Regions from separate parts of the Oryctolagus cuniculus genome. Here region 1 is linked to region 2. Evidence: chromatin contacts called from public Micro-C data. All regions are on one chromosome and are shown on one strand. Each heading gives the region's core, a stretch centred on a gene start, on an enhancer-like site or on the middle of the called end of the contact. The rest is flanking DNA. Distances are from core to core; before and after follow the strand shown.

Region 1 (2,766 bases), core at 23-2,522, 280 kb before region 2:
TGGAGGAGAGGCAGCAAATGGAGGGCGCGTACTGGAGGAGGCACGGCCTGCGGGGCACTCAGGCTACATGCGGCTGCACCTGCAGACGTGGCCAGGACGAGACAGGAGTGTGACGGGGAGGAAGGCCACGTGGGGAGACCACCAGAGGCGAAGGAGAGCCCCCCCCTCACCAATCTGGTGTCGCCCAGTGATCCGCACAGGGCCGGAGCCCGACTTCAGGCGGAAGGTTACAGGTGGCTGGAGCTGGAAGTCATCCAAGCTGAGCTGGGAGGAAGACAAGGAGGAAAAGTCTGGTCCACCAGGCCTTGTGTGACCAGTACTGAAGTCTACACACACCCACCCACACACACACACACATGCACACACGCGTGCACGCGGTACGCTTGGGGCACTCACCATGGGTTGACAGGACAACCTGAGGTTGGCCACAGGGACAGCAATTTCCTGGTGGTCGTGGTTCCGGGCCACAACCTCCACCACATTACACTCGTCCTTGGCCCCCTCGGTGAGGCAGAGCTGGGAAGGGTACACAGGGCCTCAGGGTCTCCTCGAGGCAGGGAGACCACCACATGTGAAGCCATCTACCCTAGAATCTGCCGTCTCGGAGGTCCCTGGATCCCCTGGCCAGGGGAGCTGCCCACGTCTGGGGTCGGGGGTGGGATGGGGGAGAGGTCCAAAGCGCTGCCTGCCCAGGTGTACTCCTCGCCACCCCCTCTTCTGCCCCTCACCATGGTCAATGCCAGCACGTGCTCTGCATCATCCTCTTCCTCTACCTTGAAGGTGAAGGAGCGCGTGTGCCCGGAGAGCTCACAGCCTGGGAGAGAGTGTGAGTATGCGTGACTGCGTGTCTGGGGGCGAAGGGGCGTCTCACCAAGCCCCGGTCACGTGCAGCCATGGACTGACTGGCCACCAGAACCCTGGGGCCGCCCCGCCCATCCGGAGCAGGGGTCCCTCCGCTGCCTGCCACTCGAAAGGCCGGAGCCAGGCTCCCTGTCCGCGACGAACAGCGAAGCAGCCCTCCGCCCCACCCACGTCGCGCACCCATCCGCATTCCTGTTCCTTCCCTCCACCTCGGGCGCCCCAGCACCGCCCTCAGCCTCTCCTCTCCCCAATACCGAAGAAAAAACTGTCCATCATGACTGGGGCCGGGACCCGGAGACCTCCGACGCCCCCGGCACGGACACGGCTCTCCTGGCTCAAGACCGCTAAGGCGGCTGCAGCGCCGGCGGCCATGCTGCAAGGGTAGTGTCCAAATCCCGCCCCCGACACGTACAAAGCGAGGGACCTTGGCCCAGTTCCGGCCCCGCCTATTAAAGGAGACGCTCAGTGTGGGAGAGAGGAGGCATCCTAACCGAACTGGCAGCTCCGGCCGGTCTCGCCCAGGAGTGCGCCGCCTCCGCTCAAACCTGCGTCAAGACCGCAGAGGTAACTGCTCGGAAGGACGCATCGGGGGTAATGTTCCTTTCCTCCGTCACCTGCACCTCCTGGCACCCCGTACAGTGTCGCCTGTGCGCCAACCCGGAGTAAGCTTTCGTTAAAGGAGGTGCGGTGTGAACACCTCCCCTGCTCCCTCCCTCCGCAAAGGCGGGGCTGAGAGGAGGGCTCCTCTAGGGGAGAGCTCAAGTTTGTGGGCCAAGGAAGATCCCTTGCTTGAGGAACCCCCGGCCAAGTCCCATTCTCAGCTCTCTAGCAGACACCCTCTCTACGGGCCCTGCGGCTTGCTCCTGCGGCTTGCTCCGCAGATGGGCCAGTTAGGAGGGCTGTGACGGGCAGCTGATCCTGGCATTCCAGCAATTCCAAGTCAGCTCAGGAACACCCTTCAGCCTTCACATTTTTTCTCACAAAACCTGGGCCACTCCCTCCATCTTTCACCTCCTTATTAAGAAATAAGGCAAACTCTGTGTTGCCTATCCTGTTAGATCGCACAATCTCAGACTGGCTGCACTACTTCATAAACTGGGCATGCCTAAAATGCAGTCCGCTTTGCTTCTGCCTTGCTTTGTGGGAAATCTGGAAGGAGCCTGCAGGGGAGGGGTGCCTGCAAGCGCAGCCTCTAACTTGGGGCAGCCGTGGGCTGAGGGGCATCTGGGCTGAGGGGCATCGGAGAAGCAGATTCACACAGCACAACAATACACGCATTCACTTCAAGTTTTATTTTGCCTCTTGCATGGTCTTCAGATAGTTTTACAGTTCGTATTCTATAGGAACTGAGCTGTGATCTAAACAATCAATGAAATGTCATTCCAACTTTAATAAATACTCATAACCACAGAAGGTAGTATAGCTCTTTATGATCCTAGAGTGATGACGGTATAGACCCAGACATCTGTTTCATATGGTTAACAACTGTGACCAGAGATAAGCCAAAATGATTCTTAAAACCAAGATAAAACCAAAAGCAACTTGCTGAAAACCCTGATTGCTGATGAGGCTGACCCTGGAATCCTCCAGATAAAATGCTAGAACTGTCCACAAGCGTTTGAGATGCACTCAGGAAACTTCGGCCTAAGTTTTAAATAGTTATCTTGGGATTTTCCCTTTACCTCAGCTCTCAAAAATGCAAACCTGGCTCCAGCTGTTCAGTACACCATTATCCTTCTCCCGGTTAAGGTTTCTACCCTAAACATGAAGCACCCCTTTCTTCTCACCCATTCGGTATACATTCTTGGTTGGAAGTCACTAGGCGCCACTGCATACAATGCTTTACAATTCTCTCAAAAACCACATTGGTGGACTTCTATGAAGAAAAATGATTCAAGTTTCCTT
Region 2 (2,703 bases), core at 100-2,599:
CTTAAAACAAGAAACCCAGAAGAGAAAGATGCAGTGGAGACAGCTGGAGGTTGTCAAATGTCTCAGAGAAAACAGGAAATAAAATGACCCTGGAAGACCTCAGCACAGGCTACTTTGGGAAAGTGGTGGCTTGAGGAGTGAACAGGAGAGAAAGCAGCACAGGATGCAAGTGCAGAGGACCTCTGCAAGAAATGCCTGAGGGGCTTGCACTGTGGCACAGTGGGTTAAGCTACCGTTGCCTGTCCCGGCTGCTCCACTTCAGATCCAGCTTCCTGCTAATGCGCTTGGGAAAGCAGTGGAAGATGGCCCAAGTACTTGGGTGCCAGCACCCACATGGGAGACCCAGAAGAAGCTCTTGGCTCCTGGCTTCCACCTGGCCCAGCCCTGGCCATTGCAGCCATTTGGGGAGTGAATCATCAGATGGAAGATCTCTCTCTCTCTCTCTCTCTCTCTGCCTCATCCTCTCTCTCTGTAACTCTGACTTTCAAATAAATAAATAACTTGAAAGAAAGGAAGAAAGAAGGGTCGAAAGAAACAACTGAGAAAGGAAAGAAAGTGGGAGTGATGGGCTGGAGGGTATAAAGATGAGGAGGAAAGAATGCATTTCTAGACAGGACAGGTAGGAGCGTGTTTCTGTGCTGTCAGCGAGAGGAGAGAATGAGGCTGATGAAGCAGGAATGGATGCAGGGCCAGGACTCCTGGAGAGGGAACAGCATGCCAGGGAGAAGGCTATCCAGGGTGGGAGGGTCCCTGCACGTAGGGTGTAGGAGGGATAACACAGAGACTCCATGCATCCAGAGTATGCTGTCTTTTTTTTCCTTCCCTTCCCAAACTGACTTGTTGATATGGTAAGGTAGTTCGGTGCACTGACCCTGGAGCCAGGTTGCTGTGGTTGGAACCCTAACTCCCACACTGAGTACCTGCGTGATCTTGGCCAAGTTAATTAATCTCTCTGCTTCATCTTCCTTGTCTGTAAAAGGGCCGGGGAGGAGGGGAGAGCTGTCCCTTAGTAAATGCTAGGGAGGTGTTGCTGTTAGGACTTTCCGCTAGCCTGCTACCCCCATGACAGTGAGGTCTTCCGTGTTGTTCCAGGCTGTCTACTCAGAACCTGGCACACTGTAGGTGTTCAATACAAAATGTTGACTCAGTGAGCAAGGCGAGGTGAGAGCGAGGCCAGGCGGGCAGCAGTTTGGGGCGGGGATCCCGACTCCTGGATCCAGCCCTGGGCCACTTGGCCCCACGGGCGAGGTCCCGGGCGCCGAGACCCTTGGGTGCGGCCAAGGCCCCTCCCTCGCGGGCGTGTCGCGAACCCGGCAATCCCCGAGCTCGCCGGGGCGTGGCGCGGCGGGGCGGAGCCGGCCTCGGCCCACCTCATCCGCGGGGGACGGAAGTCTCTCCGGCCGACTCTCGACCCCTCCTTGGGCTCCGCGGACCGAGCGCCGAGCCTCGCCCCACGGGGGCTGGCGGCACCATGAAGCGCGTGGGGACTCTGCGCCTGCTTTCGGACCTGAGCGACTTTAGCGGCGCCGCCCGGCTCCGCGAGTTGCTGGCTGGGGACCCCGCGGTCCGAGTGCGCTGCAGCCCGGACGGCCGCCACCTGCTGCTGCTGCGACCCCCGGGGGCACCGGCGCCGCAGCTGCTGGTGGCCGTGCGTGGAGCCGGCGCGGAGCTGGAGCGGGCCTGGTCCGCGGGCCAGCCCTCTCCGCTGGACGCCTTCTTCCTGCCGTGGCCCGCTGGACCGGCGCTGGTCCTGGTGTGGGAGAGCGGCCTCGCCGAGGTGTGGGGCGCGGGAGTGGGGCCAGGCTGGCGCCTGCTGCAGAGCACCGAGCTGTGTCCGGCCGGCGGGGCCCGCGTGGTGGCCGTGGCGGTGGCCCGTGGCCGCCTGGTGTGGTGCGAGCAGCGTCTGCCCGGCGCTGAGGACCGGTGCAGGCCGCCCACAGCCGCTTTCAGCCACTGCGTGTGCGTGCGGACCCTGGAGCCCAGCGGCGAGGCCGGCACCAGTCTGGGCCGCACACACGTCCTGCTGCACCACTGCCCCTCCTTTGGGCTGTTGGCCTCCCGCAAGGACCTCTTCCTGGTGCCCACTGCTTCCACCTGGCCTGGCGTGGCCCACGTTCTGCTCATCTGGAGCCCAGGCAAGGGCAAGGTGAAAGTGGCTTCCCCGCATCTTGGCCTCTCACACAGTAAGAGCCTGAATCCCGGACGAGGGGACACATGGGACTTCCGGAGCCTACTCCGAGGCCTGCCTGGGTTGCTGTCTCCCAGGGAGCCCCTGGCTGTGCACACGTGGGCTCCTGCCCCCCAGGGCCTACTGTTGCTGGACCTCAAGGGCACTGTGAGCCTGGTGCAGTCCCATGGTGGAACCCGGGCCGTGGGCACCCTGCAGGAGGCCCCTGGAGGCCTCAGGGGGTCTGCAGCCCTGGGAACCTTCCCTGGAACCCTGGCCTGTGTGCTGGGCTCTGCCTTGGAGCTGCTGGATCTGAGCAGTGGGCAGCTCCTGGAGAGGAAGGTCCTAAGTACAGACAGGGTGCACCTGCTGGAACCCCCAGTCCCTGGCATGGAGGAAGAGGAAGAGCTGGAGACGCGAGGGGGTCTTCGTTTGCTTTCTGCCTTGGGTCTGTTCTGTGTGGGCTGGAAAGCCCCCCCGGGCCTCGAGGTGCCTTCGGCCAAAGACCTGGTGTTCGAGGAGGCCTGTGGGTACTA

What was found. A called contact is a pair of places that touch in the nucleus more often than the background predicts.
Region 1: a Micro-C map of ear pinna shows a contact between it and region 2, with 6 times the contacts expected there. The contact joins the promoter of NPM3 here to the promoter of HPS6 in region 2. A contact is called at or near these places in 2 of 6 Hi-C or Micro-C datasets (ear pinna and an unstated tissue).

The regions. Positions count from the first base shown.
Region 1 is chr15:28,125,987-28,128,752 of mOryCun1.1, reverse strand. NPM3 (nucleophosmin/nucleoplasmin 3) reads right to left here and starts at 1,272. Exons shown (of 6, transcript XM_002718668.5): 1 at 1,116-1,272; 2 at 729-814; 3 at 397-516; 4 at 171-264. The coding sequence starts at 1,233. OGA (O-GlcNAcase) reads right to left here. Exons shown (of 16, transcript XM_008270388.4): 16 at 2,133-2,766.
Region 2 is chr15:27,844,645-27,847,347 of mOryCun1.1, reverse strand. HPS6 (HPS6 biogenesis of lysosomal organelles complex 2 subunit 3) reads left to right here and starts at 1,349. Exons shown (of 1, transcript XM_051824131.2): 1 at 1,349-2,703. The coding sequence starts at 1,472.